Linked DNA regions of Sus scrofa: all the other regions are linked to region 2. A link is a contact called in public HiChIP or PLAC-seq data. All regions are on one chromosome and are shown on one strand. Each heading gives the region's core, a stretch centred on a gene start, on an enhancer-like site or on the middle of the called end of the contact. The rest is flanking DNA. Distances are from core to core; before and after follow the strand shown.

The links. HiChIP or PLAC-seq counts read pairs in DNA pulled down with a chosen protein or histone mark.
Region 1: a contact with region 2 is called in an H3K27ac HiChIP or PLAC-seq map of alveolar macrophages. The contact joins two enhancer-like sites. A contact is called at or near these places in 2 of 47 Hi-C or Micro-C datasets (liver and skeletal muscle) and 2 of 2 datasets of contacts at active chromatin or transcription factors (alveolar macrophages and skeletal muscle).
Region 3: an H3K27ac HiChIP or PLAC-seq map of alveolar macrophages shows a contact between it and region 2. The contact joins two enhancer-like sites. A contact is called at or near these places in 2 of 2 datasets of contacts at active chromatin or transcription factors (alveolar macrophages and skeletal muscle).
Region 4: an H3K27ac HiChIP or PLAC-seq map of alveolar macrophages shows a contact between it and region 2. The contact joins two enhancer-like sites. A contact is called at or near these places in 2 of 2 datasets of contacts at active chromatin or transcription factors (alveolar macrophages and skeletal muscle).

What each region holds. Positions count from the first base shown.
Region 1 is chr14:35,815,982-35,820,539 of Sscrofa11.1, reverse strand. All of the region lies in intron 4 of C14H12orf49 (UPF0454 protein C12orf49 homolog), which reads right to left. Among named protein-coding and RNA genes, the nearest start is that of C14H12orf49, 110 kb to the right of the region's middle. Within about 2 kb of position 2,544, at least 6 of the 83 cell types and tissues checked have an H3K27ac peak or open chromatin away from gene starts, as enhancers often do. A contact at or near this core is called in alveolar macrophages, where this site is marked.
Region 2 is chr14:36,041,127-36,045,511 of Sscrofa11.1, reverse strand. All of the region lies in intron 5 of C14H12orf49 (UPF0454 protein C12orf49 homolog), which reads right to left. Among named protein-coding and RNA genes, the nearest start is that of MED13L, 19 kb to the left of the region's middle. Within about 2 kb of position 2,846, at least 2 of the 83 cell types and tissues checked have an H3K27ac peak or open chromatin away from gene starts, as enhancers often do. A contact at or near this core is called in alveolar macrophages, where this site is marked.
Region 3 is chr14:35,837,086-35,841,437 of Sscrofa11.1, reverse strand. All of the region lies in intron 4 of C14H12orf49 (UPF0454 protein C12orf49 homolog), which reads right to left. Among named protein-coding and RNA genes, the nearest start is that of C14H12orf49, 130 kb to the right of the region's middle. Within about 2 kb of position 1,502, at least 27 of the 83 cell types and tissues checked have an H3K27ac peak or open chromatin away from gene starts, as enhancers often do. A contact at or near this core is called in alveolar macrophages, where this site is marked.
Region 4 is chr14:35,859,327-35,863,707 of Sscrofa11.1, reverse strand. All of the region lies in intron 4 of C14H12orf49 (UPF0454 protein C12orf49 homolog), which reads right to left. Among named protein-coding and RNA genes, the nearest start is that of C14H12orf49, 160 kb to the right of the region's middle. Within about 2 kb of position 2,662, at least 49 of the 83 cell types and tissues checked have an H3K27ac peak or open chromatin away from gene starts, as enhancers often do. A contact at or near this core is called in alveolar macrophages, where this site is marked.

The sequences.
Region 1 (4,558 bases), core at 1,295-3,794, 220 kb after region 2:
GGGAAAAAGGGACTCTCCTTTGAATGCTGATGAGCCTGGAGCTGCCAGGACCCAAGCTTCACATCACAGAGCAAATGTGTCCGAGAATGATGCCAACACAAGGGAGGTCAGACCAAGAGGAGAAGGGGGGGGGGACGGCAGTGTTTGAGCTCCTGGGTCCAGCTTTGCCTCCTCTGATACATGAATCAATAAATCCTTCTTATGGTTTCAATCAGCCTATGGTGGTTTCTGTCATGTACAACCTAGAATCCCAAAGATCACACTTGGGAACGTTCAGAAATAAGACCTGTGTCTACAGGAGTAGGAACTGCTCCATCAGGTAGCTTTGCTTGCAGGCTGGGAGATGAAGTAGTGGAATGCCAGGTGGGTGGGTGAGTTGATGAATAACATCTTGATCACTGGTCAGTCACAGCCTCATAGTAAAAGACAAAGTCAAGGACAGACAGACTCACTGACTCTTTCCTCCAGGATAGAGGTGACCTAGATTTTTGGGTCAGCCCTGCCTCTAATCTGCTGTGTGATCTTGGGCTAGTGACTGTCCCTCTCTGGGCCTCAGATGCCTCAATTGCAAAGTAAAGAAACTATGTGAGATCCACATTTCTTAAAACATAATTGGGAGAACAGTAGTCTTTTGAAGTGAAATGGAGAAACTATCTACATATGTGTATAATTAGGAGTTGTGATGAATTAAATTATGTCCCTTCTGCCTCCTTCTCCCCCTCCCCACAAAGACACATGGAAGTCTTAATTCACACACTTTCAGAGTGTTTCCTTACTTTGAAATAGAGAAATTTTAATTAGTTAAGATCATAGTGGAGTAGGATGGGCCCCTAATCCAATATGACTGGTATCCTTATAAGACAGACACCCAGGAGGAAGGCTGCATTACGAGGAAGGCAGAGATGGTAGGGATGTAGCTGCAAGCTAAGGAATGCTAGAGACTTCCAGAAGCTATGAAGAATCAAGGAAGGATTTTTCCCTAGAGTCTTCAGATGGAGCATGGCCCTGCTGACATCTTGATTTCCAACTCCCAGCCTCTAGAACTGTGAGACAACAAATTTCTGTTGTTTTAAGCCCTCTAATTCATGGTGCTCTGTTATGACCACTTTAAGGCACTGCTAAAGGAGTCAAGGACATCTGCGAATTCTGTACGCCTTGTCCCCTCAGAGGTCTACCATTCACACTCTTGCATTCTGGGTCCTCCAGAAAAGACCCACTTAAATGTGTTTAATCCGGCATTTCCACAACCTCTTTGATGACTGCTAAGATTGGATGATCTCTAAGATCTCTTCCAATTGTGACTTTGTGGGATTGCCCTTAACCTAATCATCTCAAAGAGAGAAGACATGGATGGCTAGGACGGGGTCAGGCAGGGAATGTGGGGAGGGTTTAGGCAAACTTTCATCCTTTTTATACTTTAATTTTTTTTTTTAAGAACCTATGTATGTGGTTTAAAAATATTCAAACGGTTAAAAAAAAAAAAAGCTGTACAATGAAAATAAATCTCTCTTCCACATCTCTCCCCCAGGCCTTCACAAGATACAACACCCCACTCTTATTTATTCGTCCAGAGATAATTCTATTCATATATAAGCACATATATAGATATGTTCCTTGTTTTGCACAAATGGTAGTCTGCTATATTTATTGTTTTCCACTGTGCTTTTTTTTTTTTTTTAACTTATCTTGAAGATTTCTGTATCAGCAGGTACAGATCAGGGTTTCTCAATCTTGACACTGCTGATATGATAGGCTGCGTAATTCTTTGTTGTAGGGGCTGCACTGTGCATTGTAGGATGTTTAGCAGCATCCCTGGCCTCCCCTCACTAGATGCCAGTAGTGCTGCCCCTTCGCCCTCAATTATGACCACTGAAAATGTCTCCAGACTTTGGTAAATGTCCTCTGAAGGGGGGTGGGGGTGGGGCAGTAAAGCTGCCCTGAGTGGGAACTACTGATATAAATCTACCTCATTCTTCCAAAGGGCTGTCCAGTCTTCTATTGCACAATTTACTCACCCAGCCGCTTACTGGTGGCCACTTAAGTTGTTTCCAGTCTTCAGTTAGCATAAACAATGTTATAATGAATATTCTTGCACATGTCTCTTTGGCACATAAACATACATTTATCTGTTTGCTAAATCTCTATGACATTGTCTTGTTCACCACTCAGTAAATACTGGTTAAGTAAATATACAAATAGAAGGAGAAGAATCGGAACTGGGAGCTTGCGATTCCTACCTGTTCCGCCAAGTCGGGGAAATTCTGCTTATGATTGAAGGAAATGAGGCCAGTGCAATGAGAGAAAAGGCACCAAGAGATGGAGTTCTCATCTAAGCCTCTGGATCCAATCTGCCTGAAGCTAGATCCTCCTGGATTTGCCCATTTTGTGAGTCAATGGATTTTTCTTTACTCCTTAAGCCTGTTTGAGTTGGAGTTTTGTAACCTACAACTAAAAGACTGCTGGGTGTCAGCAGAAGCATTACCCCCGCAAGAAGCCTGTCCTGACTCAACCCTCTTCTCTGGGCTCCTACAGATCCAGTGTTGTGTGTGCATAGTTAAGTACTTCCTCTGTGAGAGTCACTGTCCCCCCATGGGGTTCCTCACCCCTGTATCCACAGCCCTTGCCCAATCTGGATACTCAAAATGCTCTGATGAATAAATGAGCGTTAGTACCATATGACTTGTGGCCTCAATGCCTCAGCTAAGTGGAGGCTCAATAAATCCATGCAAGGAGCCTCCTGGCAGCAGGAGAATCCTCTTAACTTGATTCCGGAAGCTCTGCTAAAGGAGCAAAACAATACCTGCTCCAGGGCACAAGGCTGTGAAGGGAGGGAGGGGTTCCTAGGGGTGAGGGGCTATCTTCCAGGAATCTCTGCTGTCCTGACCGCCCACTGGACGTCACTGGGCAAATGGCCCAATGGCCCCTAACGTCTCTGACTGTGCTTAAACTTTCCACTCACTTCCAGAACAGGTTTGGCTTCACTGGGGAACTATCCTGCTTCAGCAAATCACGCCCCACCTGCTGCAAACAAAGCACACCGTTTACATCATGAATGTTTATAAAGTGCTCTGAGCATCTTGGACAAGAGCCTCCACACAAGCACAAAGCATTACAGGCCAGCAGAAAGGACAAGAATCTCCCTCAACAGATTCCAGTCTGTAAAGTGACCCGATTCTATGCCAGTTCATGCAAGAGGATCCCAAGAAGGAAGGAAGATAATGAGCACACGTGTACATACGAATGCTAGGAGTGTTCACATGCATTCCGTACTATTAAGTGAGCACCTACTGTGTGCCAGGCACTGGTCTAGGTGTTCATCATTAAACCAAAGCTTTCATTCCAGCAGGGGGAGGCAGGCAAGGAAGAAAGGAGTCATTTCAAAAACAAATAAATGTTATAAAGAAAGGAGAATGGGGAGGGTGGGATAAAGAGAGGCTTTGAAGAGATGCTACTGGAGGCTGGGAAATCACTTGTCACCTACTCAACCCCCACAACCACCTGATGTCACTGCCCCCATTTTATAGAAGAGGAGGCTGCAGGTAAGAGCACCGCAACCTGCCCCACAGTCACATAGAAAGAGCAAGCATCTTAAGGGTACCTGGGGTTTGTTTTAAGCAAGTTTGGTAAGACAATGACACTGAAATGATTGTCATGAAGAAATAATTTTATTACATCCACAGATTCCTAGAGACAGGAGGCATGGCCTTCTCCGTAGGATCACATGGGGAAGCATCAGGGTCAGTCTGGAGGCAAAGGCAACAAGGGAAAAACACACACAAGAACTTTTACCAGTTTCTCCTGGAAGGAGTGGGTGAGGTAGGGCAATCAGGCTCAGGATAGGCTAGTTTGAATAATCTCAGGAAGATCTCAGGCCTAGGTGCTGTCCCCAGGTTGTGTGCCCTGGGGTGAAAAGGGCAGGTGGGTTGTAGCTCAGAGGGTGAGAGCCCCAGAAAGGAGAGGAGTGGAGACCAGGAGCTCTGGATCACTTGGTTTGCATTTGAAAGGTATGCTTCCTAGTGAACTGTTCATTATACCCAAGAGTTGGCTAAGCCGGGGAGCGGCAATCCCTACTGGGTAGCAAGGTCCCAAGATGTTCAAAGCATCAGAATACAGGAAATAAGACATAGTTAATACACAGACCCAGCCTGGGGTTCAAGTTGCCCCCCTTGGCTGCCCACAGTCACTGCAGGAACCAAGACCCTGGTTAAGAGGGGCTCTCCAACAGGTTGGGTTCAGCTCCATATGGAAAGAGCAGTGTTGTTCTTATATCACTTAAGACATGGGCTCATTAATCTCATAAGCTGGCAGACAGAAGGGCAACATGAGATAAAGACAGGTCCCTAAATTGTGAAGCTGATGAGAAGGAAAATGAGTTTGTGCCAGGATGCCCCTAAATTGTTTTCTTTTCTCATAAATTCTGCCCCATTTCAATTCAGAGCTTGTTGTTAAGAGCAGAGGACAGAGGAGGTGGTGTCCTTGATTAAAACAACACAAATACTGTTTTCAAAAATGTAGCTGGCTGGTGCCCATGTTGTTTTAATTTGCTGGGACCAGATTG
Region 2 (4,385 bases), core at 1,597-4,096:
TTTTTTTTGTATTCCTGTAGATAATGTGCTGTATTTTACAACAATAACAATAATGATTGACATTCATTAAGGGCTGCCGTTAAGAATTCAGTCTTTGTAGCCAGGGAGATTTGGGTCCCAATCTTGGCTCAGTTTTTAGCTGAATCTTTGGGGAAGTTACTTAATCTTACTGGGCCTGAGTTTCCTCATCTATAAAATGGGGCTAAAGGGTCATCTACCTCAGAGGAGAGGTAGCTGTGAATTCTAGCAAAGAAATAAAAGCCTGGGGAACAAGCAGGACTATAGTAAGTGTTTGATAAATTCCAGTTCATACTCCTATTGCAGTGATCCATGTAAGACATTTGTCTGTGTTTTTCTTTTCATGAGAGTGTTACATGCAGCCTTCTCTCTAAATCAGAACTTTGCGTTCCACAGCATTTGTTTCATGGTTAAGCAGCTAGATGATTTGAAACTTCCATCTTCCCCCAAGAACACTCGACAAAATTGGCAGTCTGTACTATGCAAAAATTCACCCAGAAATGGAAGAGAGGGACATTTGCACAAGCTGGGTTGTGTCTACAGAATTAGAAGGCACAGTTGGACTAATTTTAGTGCCTAAAAATTGGAAACATTGGAAGCATGCTTCATAGGAAAGGCAAGTTCTCGAAAGCGGCAAAAGGAACCGTGAGGATGGGTTGAATTGGGGACCATTCCCTGAAGGTTTAGGCACTGACCCAGTCTGTACACAGACCCCATTTGGCTGAAGTTAAAAGGTTTGGGTGGGAAAGGGTTAAGCTCCTTCAAGTCTCCAGGTTAGATGTGACTAGGGAGGTCCCCTCCATTGTCTTGGTTTTCCCAGCTATCTGCCTTCCTTTGTCCTGCCAGAGATAATTCTGATCCTGTGACCTTCTGTCGGGCAGTCAGTCCCTGTGTCGGGGGCTCGCTGGTATTTCGTCCTCCGGGATTTCTGAGAGGCGCAGGCCCCTGTGATTGGCCTCACGTGGGCAGAAACTGCACACAACTCACTTTGTATCTGGGGAGCCGAGCGGGGGCCTAGCTCCTTGCTGCCGCAGCCAATCAGGCCCGGGCTGAGAATTTATGAGATGAAGGGGAACCACTTTGAAGAAAGGCGCCCTTGTCTGCGGCCTCGCCATTGCTCGCTGGTGTGCGTGGGGTGGTGGGGAGGGGTGGGCTCGGCCAGAGGGCCGGCGCCCTGGGGATGGATGGGGAAAGAAAAGAAGCTGAGAAATCAGGGTCAAAAGTCTTTCTGTGAACAGGAAAGAAAACCGAACAGCTCGCCTTCCTCCTTGCAGGTGTGTTCTCACAGTGCGGAGCCCTGGCCTCCCCAGGGGTCAGGGAAGAATGGGAGCATCAGAGCCCTGCCTGCTTTCGCCCCAGACCCCCCTCCTCCAAGAGAGCAGAACCAGAGAGGGTGGGATTGGATCATTTCTAGAAGAAATCACGGCAGCCAATAATCTAGAGGCAGTCAGAGCTCCTTCAAGGCAGAGAGCTGTGGCTTCACATCTCACTAATGTTAGACCCTTTGGCTTCCTATCTCTGAGCCTCAGTTTCTTCCTCTCTAAAAGGAGGTGGTTAATAACAGTCCCTTGCTCATGGGGCTGTTGGGAGAGTTGTGTGTAAAGCACTTAGCACAGCGCCTGGTATGTAGTAAGTGCTGAATAAGTAGAAGCTATTATTAATGGCAATCTATTTGGTTTCAAAAGAGGTATGCTGCTTTCCTTAAAGCCCAAAATGGAAGTCCATTCATTTACTTGTTCTCTCATTCATTTATTCAGGCAATCAGTAAACATTTAAGGGGGTCTACTATGTGCTGGTCATTTTGCTGGAGATAATGATGATAATAGAAGCTATCACTTGCTTGGAGCAGACTATGTGTTAGGCTCTGTTGCAAGCCCTGCCTATGTATTAACTTATACAATCTTCACCGGCACACTGTGGGGTAGGTACAATTTCCCCAGCTATATGAAAGCAGAGCATTCCTGTGACAACTTTGTAAACCAAAATGGCTTAAATTGAAGAACAATTACCTTAGGACCCATCTTGCCAATGGATGTACAAAATAAACTGAGATAAAGCACAGGTGCTCATACAGTTCAAAGCTGTGGTGGCTGGATGCTGAGATGCTGAGTGTGGTTCCCGGGGAAGGAGATTGGCAGTGCCCATCTTGCTGCTTGGGGCATGTGTTGACTCTATAAACCACAGGGCAGCAAAACAAACACTGGACACTATTTTGGCTTTTAGTCTTTTTTCCATAAAAGTGAAAATCCTCTTCAGGTTTCTTCCAGTGAGCAAAAAGGTACTGATGTAGGTCTTTCGTAGAAGAGAGGTGGTATAAAGCGAACTTCTGATAAGTGGGGGATACTTGTTTGGGCCAAGATTGCACATCCAGTAATATTAGGAGCTGAAATTTGAACTTGAGTCCTGCCTGCCTCTCAAATCTACATCTTAAACACCCTGCTAGCTCTAAACTAACAAATATTAACACATGATGCCTGCCCCACCTCCCCAGAGCAGGTCTGTCCACTAGAACTTTCTGCAATGATAGAAATATTTCCTATCTATGCTGTCCGATATAGTGGCTAATGAGGTAACTAGTGACACAGAGGAACTGGATTATAAACTTTTAAAAAATTTGCATAATATAAATGCAGACTTAAATAGCCACACTTGGCTGGCAGCTATCATGTCAACTATTGTGGCTCTAGGAATTCAGAGTTTAGGTGAAGAAATTTCCGTTAATCAAAGCGGAAGGGTTTTGCGTGGCTCTGACCAAGTTCCAAGGGCACAGAGAAGAGAAGACAGCTTTGGTTGGGGTGTGGCTTGGGGCAAGGTCACAGGAGGCTTCCCAGAGAAAGTCATCTCTGAGCCAAGTCTTGAGGAAGGAGGAGTTAGCAGAAGGGGAGGCATTCTTGAATATACCCAGATATGCTGGATTTCACAACAGGCACTGTGCTCAGTCAGTACTTTGGTGGAGATTGAAATCTGTAATAAAGACCCAGGGTCTCTGAGCTACAAGATAACCAGAGTTCACCCCTGATTCAGGAATATCTTCGTTCCCCGCCCCCCGCCCCCCGCAGTTTACAGGTATCAGCTTGTGTTTGGCTTCTAATCATCACCTCTCTGAGGACTTGAAAACACCTGGAAAACAAATTTGAAAAATTCACTGGCTTATCAGAATATTTTGTCAATATTGCTTGAAACTAAGGGTCCAAGAATCACCAGCTGGCTCAAAGACAGACAAAAGAGTAGTAATAATAATAAAGATAATGATGATAATAATGAAAAACAGTTACCACTTATTAAGACACTTTGTGCCAGACCCAATGTTAAGTGCTTCTGTGTATTGATCGTCTCATGCAATCTTACAATCCATTCTCTACATGGCAGCAAAGTGGCCTTTTTAAGACATAAACTCTAAATCAGATCATGCTAGTCTGTGGCTAAAAACCCTTAAGTGGCTTCTCATTGTATTTAGAATGAAATCAAAGTTTCTTGCCCTGGCCTGCCAAGCTTGCCCCTTGCCTACCTCTCCCCATCTGCTCCCACTCTCTACCTACTCACTAAGCTCCAGACACATAAGAACTGCTCTCTGATATAAAATGTCAAGCTATTGTCTGTCCCAGGACCTTTGCTCCTGCTGCTCCCCCAATAATCAGCTCATCTCCCTGCTACTAGAATGAATGTGCTGCAGGACAGGGACCTTGTTTCTTTGATCACTGTTGCATCTTTAGCCCTTACGACAGTAAGTACTCAAGAAAAATATGTCATTGAGAGAATTTCAACCTTATGTACTAGACATTATTATTCTCATGTAACAGAGGAAAAATCGAAGGTCAGAGTGGTTTCTTTTGCTCAAAGCCATACAGCTTGAGTTTCCAACTACGTAGCTGGAGGATTCTGTCCATTTTCTCCTTGGCAGCCAGCTGTGCTGAGACTGCACGGCTACCTCTGGAGGACAAGCATCCTTCAAGACTCGGTTTTCATCCTTTCACTCTGCAAATGGCCCTGGTTTGCCTCACTTCATCCTTTACTGCCAGGATCTGTCTATATAATAAGAAACCGTAACCTGCAAAACTACCCAGTCTTCCTCTGGCTTTTACTTTATGCTTTGCTTTGATCATAAAAATGAGTATTGTAGACAGACTGGAAAGCATAGAAAAATATATACAGAAACTGGGGGGATGAACCACTCACGACTTCACTACCCTGAGGCAAATCAGTTAACGCTTTTGTTTCTTGACTGCCAATCTTTTCTATGGTTTTTATATCAGAGCTGTGCCCATCTCTGTATGTAATTTTGTGTCCTGCTTTTATCCCTAGCGCTGTATCTTCAGAGTGTTCTTAAGGCATTAAACATTTTTTATAAGCATTAAAGCTAAAGGTTG
Region 3 (4,352 bases), core at 253-2,752, 200 kb after region 2:
ATTCCACCAACATCCCTAAAGACAACCCTGATGCCCTGTGCTTGGGTCTAATGCACATCCAGGAACTAGTCACTATAGCCAGGGGTGTGCAAGAGTCTCCGTGATCAGGCCTGGGCCATAAGCCCGGGCCAAACTTGAGTAAGGTGAGCCTCAAATCCTTATAGAGAAGACAGAGTGGAATGCCTGACCAGACAGCAAGGGAAATGGGCTAGGCAGGTGAACCAGATGCACTGCATGCCATCCGGGCACCTCAGGACCAGGTTGGGCATGTTCAGTACATGATGTCACATCAGTCATGACAGTCCTATATCATGACTGCTGCTTCACGAGGCTCAGAGAGGCTCAATGCCATGGCTAACACCTTGCTTCCAGGTGAGGAACTGGCTCTCCTTGGCTATCAGGCCCCTGCTCTTTTCTTTCTTTCTTTCTTTTTTTTTGGTCTTTTTGCCTTTTCTAGGGCCGCTCTTGCGGCATATGGAGGTTCCCAGGTCAAATCAGAGCTGTAGCCGCCGGCCTACACCAGAGCCACAGCAACACGAGATCTGAGCCATGTCTGCAACCTACACCACAGCTCAAGGCAATGCTGGATCCTTAACCCACTGAACGAGGCCAGGGATCCAACCCTACAACCTCATGTTTCCTAGTCGGATTTGTTAACCACTGTGCCACTACAGGAACTCCAATCAGTCCCCTGCTCTTAGGTAGCAGAGCTAGGACTTGAATCCGGATCTGTCTGACTGAAGTTCTCGGCTTGCTGCCCCCACTCCCCATCCCAGAGGAACCCCTCCATGCTGGTGAGCCCCATGACACCTCTTCAGTGCTTTGTTCCAATCTCTTAACTTGCAAACCCAGTCAGCGAGTTCTTTATTTCCACAAATGGTGCTATTAAACGAATGGCTCTGGGAGCTCTAGGCTGGCCTCAGAGCAGTCAAGCCTTCCAAAGAAATACATTAGAAATTCTAGGAGCTGAGGCCCATATGGAAACATTTACGGCCGCCATTTTGTTTCAGGAAGGCAAAAGGCACCTAACACCTTGAACTTGAGCTTCTTGTAAAACCTCTAGCTGGGAGCTAAAGGCGACTGGGGTCAGTCACCTCCTAGAAAGGCCTCTTGTAAAGGGCCATGGCAGACTTCATCAGGCAAAAAAGCTGAGAAGCCAGGGTTGAAATAAAGGTCTCTTTCTGTTTGGTCAATAAGCAGCTGTGAAGGATGCGTAGGACGGAGCTAAATTTATTTGTTCCTTTCTTTCTCGGAACAGCAGCAACAGGGCTCAGAATGCAGCTGTCTTGCTCTCCCGTAAGCCTTTTGCAGGCACCAGCATGCACAGGGGTTGGCTCTCCAAGACGTGGATTTTTTTCCGGTTGGTTCCCTTCCTGACGCGGGCAGGACTTCCAGGGCCTCTCTCCAGTGGGAAGAATTTTGGAGCTGCCTCCCAGGCCCAGGGTGAAATCATTACCTTTTAAAAACAGACAGGCTGCAGAACGGAGATACCCTGGCCCTTGTGGCCACACCTTGGAAAACCACAGAAGTCCCGACCGCCTCTGCTTTCACTGCTCAGACCTGTGGGAAACTTGTGAGACACAAGCCGCGTGGGGAGGGGGTGGGGGCATCTTGGGAGGGGCCTTTGAAACACAAAGCCAGGCTGGTTTGGCAGAGTCTTTTTTGGAATCCATCTGCCTTCAGAAAGCCTAGCTGAGGGCTACCTTCACCAGGGCCTTGAGCGTACTGGTCGAAGCAGTGGTTTTTTCAGAAGTGCTTTGTTGAGACTTTCAAAAGGTCCCCGCGGGTGGGGAAGTGAAAGGAGGAGGGGACGCAGGGGAAGAAACTGCTTCTTTATTTCTAGCCTTGCTTGAACAGCTTCTTGACGGTTACTGCTACAGTTCTGCTGAGTCAGAAGCATCCCCCAGCTGCTCACCGGAAACACAGCTGTTGGGCGAAAATAACCACAGAGCCCAGCACTGAGCATCCTACACCTTCCAGAAAAGAGGGCAGAAAACCTCAAAACAAATGAGAAAAATACAAAACAACAAAAGATGCACCGTCAAAAACCCACCACAGCTCGCTCACTCAACCAACCCTGTGGCTCTCGCTTCATCAGACACAGCTCAGAGATGGAGCAGAGTTTGGCAGCTTTTTCACAGTAGCAGGTTAAGTAGCGTCCCCCCAAAAGAGAGATGTCAGTATCTGAACCCCCCTGAACCCATGAATGTGACCCTACTTGGGAGAAGTGTCTTTAAGTCTTTACAGATGTAACAGATGTAAGGATCTCAAGACAAGGTCATCCTGCAATACCTGGATGGGCTCTACATCCAATGACAGGTGTCCTTATAAGAGTGAGGCAAAGACTGGACTCGCAGAGGAGACATAGAAACCCAATGGGAAGGCCAGGTGAAGATGGAGGAAGATTGCAGTCATGCAGCTCCAGGACAGGAACACAAGGATGTGCTATGGAAACCACGGGGAACTAACACCCATGGCTTCCATTTGCCAGATCTTCTCCCCACTGCCCCTTTCCCCTCGTCCAGACTGAAGACACATTCTCAGCATCTCGGTTGCAAGGTGCCTTATATAAACACTGAGGCTCCCTTTCTTTTGGTCTTAGTAATTACCAGGAAGTAGGATGGTGCCTCAAGGACTCCGGGGTCTAGGGAGGAGCTGGGCTCCTTAGTTCGAGATAAGACTCTGCCACAGACAGAGATGCAGGTGTGTGACCTCATTAACCAGCCACCATTCACTGAGGTAGCTGAACGTGGTGTGTTAGAAAATGGGTCTGAATACTGGCTCTGCCACTTACTACCTGCATGGCCTGGGGTCAGCCATTTAACTTCTCTGGGCCTCAGTTTCCTCAGGTGTACAATGGGGAGATGAACTGAAATCCTCCTCCTACTAAACAGGAATGTTGAAAAGAATAATTACTGGGAGTTCCCACCATGGCTTAGTAGTAATGCACCTGACTGGGATTCATGAGGATCCCTGGCCTCCCTCAGTGGGTTAAGGATCTGGCATAGCTATGAGCTGTGGTGTAGGTCATAGGAGCGGCTGGGATCCTGAGTTGCTGTGGCTGTAGCTCTGATTCAACCCCTAGACTGGGAACTTCCATATGCTGCGGCTCTAAAAAGCAAAAAAATAAATAAATAAAATAAAAATAAATAAATAAATAAATAAATAAAATGTAATGGATACATGTAAGGATAACTTGATCCCCTGCTGTACAGTGGGAAAACAAAATAAAATAAAATAAATAATATAATAATTACTGTTAAGGAATAACTTTCTAAGGAAATAAATAATAACTTTCTAAGGAAATCAGGGAAATTCCCAGGGGTCAAAAACAAAGAAGGAAAGAAAGCCCAGAGCTGATAGCGCAATACATGAGGTGCCTGGGAACAGGAGGCACCACCTTGAGTCACACAAGGTTGGGAGCTGGAATTGGAAAACCATCATAAAGCCACGTCTTTATGAGCTTCCGCCCTGATACAGTTGTAAGGATTAAGTAAGGTAGTACATGCAAAGTTGTTCTTGGATGAGGCTATACTTGATAGCTCTTATCTACCAGTGTTTGATATTTGTGTAGTAAATGTCTGTTGTTTTTGGAAGTTCAGCATCTATGACACCATATTTTGGTGACAGCATCCCAATTAACCTTTGGGAGATTACCTCTCTTCCACCCCTTTGGAAGGAGGATATATGACTCAGACCTGGCCCATCAGAGTCAGGGACTAGTTCAGGGATGGGCATGCAATCCAAAGTGGGTTAATCAGAGTGAATAATTGATGAAAATATTGGGAAAGAGAAATTCACTTAGATCTGCATGTCAGAGGAATATGAGCCTGGAGCTGCTGGAGTCTACCTCTGTCACTACCTGGGAAAAATCTGCCTGAGAATGATGCCAAAACCAAGGATAGTGGAGATGAGAGACAGAGAGATTCCAGATGACATTGTCTGAGTCTCTGGATCCAGCAGAATCTGAAACCCATCAGTACCTCCAAACTTCTGCTCTCTTCCCTTCTGAGACTCCAATTACATGTAAAGTCAATATTGTTGCGGAGGTCTCTAATGCCATGGTCATTTTTTTCTAGTCTTTTTCTCCCTATGCTAACGTTTGAATAACTTCTATTATACTGTCAACATGTGTACTAATTTTTTTCTTCAGTACTTTAATATGCTGTTGTTTAATATGTAAGCCTATCCAGTGAATTTTACATTTTAGATATTGTTCTTTTTCCTCTCCAGAAGTTTCATTTGCTTCCTTAATTTTCTTTCTTTCCACTTCTCGTTATGTTTTCCTTTAAATCTTTGAACATATTTGTAACAGTTTTTTGAAGTCTTTGTTTGTTAATTACTTCATCTCT
Region 4 (4,381 bases), core at 1,413-3,912, 180 kb after region 2:
ACCATATTGAGGGATCCAATCTAGCCTTGAAGATGGGGGAAGATGGAAGTCGCTGTATATGCAAGCCCTTTTTTAAGAAAGAGTGGTATATTTGAGGACATGAAAGACCAGAGTAGTAAAACTGAGGGAAGAGAACTAAAAGATGGAGCTAGACACATCCATTGGAATGGCCATTACAGAGAGAGAGAGAAAAAAAAAAATGGAAAACAACAAGTGTTGGCAAGGATGTGGTAAAATTGGAACACTTGTACTCTGCTATTGAGAATGTAAAATGGTACAGTCACTGTGAAAAACAGTTTTGGTGGTTAGTCAACGATTTAAACCCAGGTTTACCATATGACCCAGCAATTTCACTCCTAAGTATATACCCCAAAGAATAGAAAACAAATGTTCAAACAAACACTTGTACACAAATATTCATAGAGGCACTATTCACAATAGCCCAAAGTTGGAAACAACCTAAATATTCACCAATGAATAAACAAAAGGTAGTCTATCCATACAGCGGAATATTATTCAACCATCAAAAGGAATGAAGTTGCTACAACATGGACATTGAAAACATAATGCTAAGTGAAAGAAGTCATAAAAGATCACATATTGTAGGATTTCGTTTATATGAAATTTCCAGACTAGGCAAACCCATAGAGACAAAAAGCATATTGGTGGTTGCCAGGGGCGGAGGGAGGGCAGGATGGGAAGTGACTTCTGTTGTTGTGTGGGTGATGGCTACACAACAGTGTGAATTATTTAATGTCACTGAATTGTATACTCTAACATCATTAAAATGGTAAATGTTATGTGTAATAATAATACTAACACTAATAAAAAGATGGAGCTAGGGAGGTAGGCTGAGCCAGCTGGTAAAAGACCTGGATGGTGTTTTCAGGCTCAGAACAATGAACACATCATCACGACTGCTGGTGGGAAATGGATGGAAATGGGCAACAGTGTTAGGACAGGGAGCTGTGAGGAGGCGGGAGCCATGGTCCAGGAGCAAGATGGCTTGGACCGGGGGGCACAGTAGTGGTGTAGAGAAGGGGGCAGATTGGAGTGATATGTAGTAGGTAAAAGCAAGAGAGCTTGATGAAGGAGTGGAGTCACCATCAACCCAGACTCAGCATTGCTCCCACAAATATATTTGTGCACTTATCATTCATGGGGCTTGAAGGGAGAAAGTATGTGTCCTCATTGGGGGTCTGAAAAGCATGCTGGAAGAAGACCCTTGGATTCAATTTTTTATTCTTTTTGCTGCCAGATCTTAAGCAAGTAGCTTCATTTCTTTGTGCCTCCATTTCTTCCTCTGTAAAAAAAAATCGGGGCCCTAAGACCTACTTCATAAATTGTTATGTGGAGATTGGAAGAAATGAGCGTATCGAGAAAACAGCACCTGCCGTAGCTTTCTTCCGGGATTCTTGGGAGCCCCAAAGGAGCTGTTAATCTTTCAAAGACTGTATAGATCACCCAGGGAAGGCAGCCCACACGGCTGAGGCTGATGTCACAGCTTTTAGAAGACGGGTCTCTTGAACAGATTCTCCAAAGGCAGTGACTTTATAATAATCTCGAAGGTAACAAATTACAGTTGTTAAGGCTAGGATAAAAAGACGGAGGGCTCTAGATAAGAAGCAAAGTCGCCCATCACTCTGTACTCACCCTGTCCCCTCCAGCGCGGACTCCGCCCCCAGCTAAGCCCCACCCAGACCCCGCCCCAGATTTTAGCGCGGGCTACGCCCCCTCAACTCTCAGCTCCCCTGGCTTGGCGGCTCCCACCTGCGCTAAGTATTTGGTACCCTGGCGGGGATGAGAGGGAGTTTGATGGGTGAGGATAGGAGGGCTAGAAACTGGCAGGGTGAGAACCGGGGAGATGGATCCCTCCCTGTCCCTTCTCTTCACTCACTCCCTTGTTGAGGGCCTTGGCTTTTGCATAATGTAAGTACTTATTTAATGCGTGCGCTGGCTCAAGAGCTCTTCATTTGTCTTTCTGTCCTTCATACGCCAATGTGCTTCCGCCTGGCGTCTGTCTAGGTTGAAGCGCCTGGAGAGGAGGGTGCTTCCCAACAGCTCCTGCTCGACCCCAGCCCCGGGCCAAGGGCAGAGGGAGACTGGGGCTGGGGTGGGGGGGAGAAAGTGAGGGGAGGACGAGGGGGAGGAGGGAGAGCACCGTATGACGGGCTTCTGGAACCAGATCCAATGCCAACTTGGATTTTGTCCTTTTCTCCAATAAAAGGTACTTTTCAGCTTTTTAAAAAAACACCCTTTTTTTTTTTAATTTAAAGAGACTGGTTCCTATCCATCTGATTGGAGTCATCACAACGCAAACGCGAAACTGAGTTCAGCACACACTCGGACACACACACCCACCCTCCTCCCGAGGTTTTCCCTAACGTGTATCTACTCCGCTTACAACTAGACGCGGCCCCTCCCCCACCTCGCCTTTCCCTTCCTCTGCTCAGTCTTGGGAGGAGCATTCTCTGTGTCTTCCCAAGTCCCCGAGGGGGACCTCCTATGTCGGACTGGGGTGGGGGGAGGGTCACATAACGAAGACCAGAAAGAACAAATTAGATAATCAAAAGAATTATAGTAATTGCTTTCACTTTCCCCGCGCCCTCTCAGCGGATTCTCTCCCCGCCCCTTCCCTGGCTTTCTGTCTGTCGGGAATACTCAGTCTTTCCGACCCTCTCCCCTCCCCCAGGCTCCTCCTCTCCTCTCCCCTCGCTCGCGCGTTCCCTCTCTTCCTCCGTTTTCTGGTGTGCTGGAACGTTCAGCGGAATATGATGAATGATCACCTGTCACGGCTTGTTTATTATAATGCAGGCAATCAATTACACATCCCCAACGCTGGCCGGCCCGCAGGAAATTTATATGCTCAGCACAAACCAATGTGAAAATGGAATCTCATTTGCCAAATGTCTTTCTCCCCGTACAGCACGATGATTACAGTCTGTGTTTGTTTCAACAGTCGTGTACAACTGACAGTGCCATCATTTACTGCCTGGCTCAGGTCACGTTTCTCTAAGGGTTTATTTATTGTGTTATGAAGGCCAGCACAGGAAAAGGACAAGGGTGTCTGTCAGGGATGCCACCTTGTTAAAAAGTGGGCGGGCTGGGCTGCATTCCTGGGCAGTACTGCAGCCTCAAACCCCCAGCCCTGCCTCCCCAGGCCACCTCCCCCCAGCATCCTGTTGCCAGGACTCCTAGGCCCCCTGCAGGGAGGCAGCTCTGGGCATCAGAGGCTCCACAGGTCCCAGTATCAGACGGACCACAGTTGAAATTCTGGTTCTGCTGCTGTCTAGTTGTGTGTGGTCAGGGATTCAATCTCTTCATCTGGAAAATGGGAGTTTTAATATTATGATGTCTGGGAATATCAGAGGGGTCAATAAATGTTAGTGACTTCAGATCATGCTCTAGCCAAACTTAAACCCACCCATGGGGAGGCTGAGAGGAGAGGTCCTGTTTGGAGAGATGTGAATTGGAATTCATGCCCTGTGTTAAAATCTCCCTCAATCTCTACTTTATGAGACATGCTTGTCTCAAGATCGCCTGTTCTCCTTCAGCGTGGAATTTTGCCCTATGTTTCCTCTGCTCTGACATATAGTGTGACTTTGGGAAAATAAAATGGCCACCTTGCCTTGCTTTGGTCATTGCAAAAATAGGCATAGCATTCCTGGCCTTTCTAGCTGTTTGATCTCAGGCAGCCAGTCCCTTTATCTCTGAGGGCCTAGGATTCCTCCCGTGGGAAGTGGAGAGAATAACTCCTAAGCAGCCAGCCAGTCTCGCTGGCAGGATCCAGAGTGCCCATGGTGTAAAAAGTGCCGTGTAAACTGCAAAGAGCCATTGTCACCTCTGTCTGGCCTCTTTCTGTCAGGAGTTCTGGCTGGTCCTTGGGGTTTTGCTGCACAAGGCATTCATTCATTCAAATTTGTGGCCCCCATAGCACTTGACATAAAGTGGGAGATCAGTTAAAGAGGGGCAGGAAGATTCTCATATGTGTATTTATTTGATTGTTCTTTATTGTATTGTGTGTTTCTTAGGCATTTGTTTAACGGCTGTCTGTCCCGCAGGAATGGAAACTTTAGGAAGAAAGGCAAGTTGATTTTGGTCACCTCTGTGTCCCCAGCACATGGCCTTGACTTGGCACATCTTAAAGAAATCAGTAAATACTTGTGGCTTTCATGGATGAGTGAATGAATGGCTATATGAATAAATTCATTACTAGGGCAACCTCTATGGTGCAAAGGGCAAGCCCTGGTGAATGGATGTTTACAGGTATATCCCTGATCCTCACAGAATCAGCTGTTCCACATGTGTCCAGCCTTGTCTGGGTGTCCAGGGTTATATGTACTACGTGTACTCAGTGCCAGCTGGTGAGAGATCACAGACC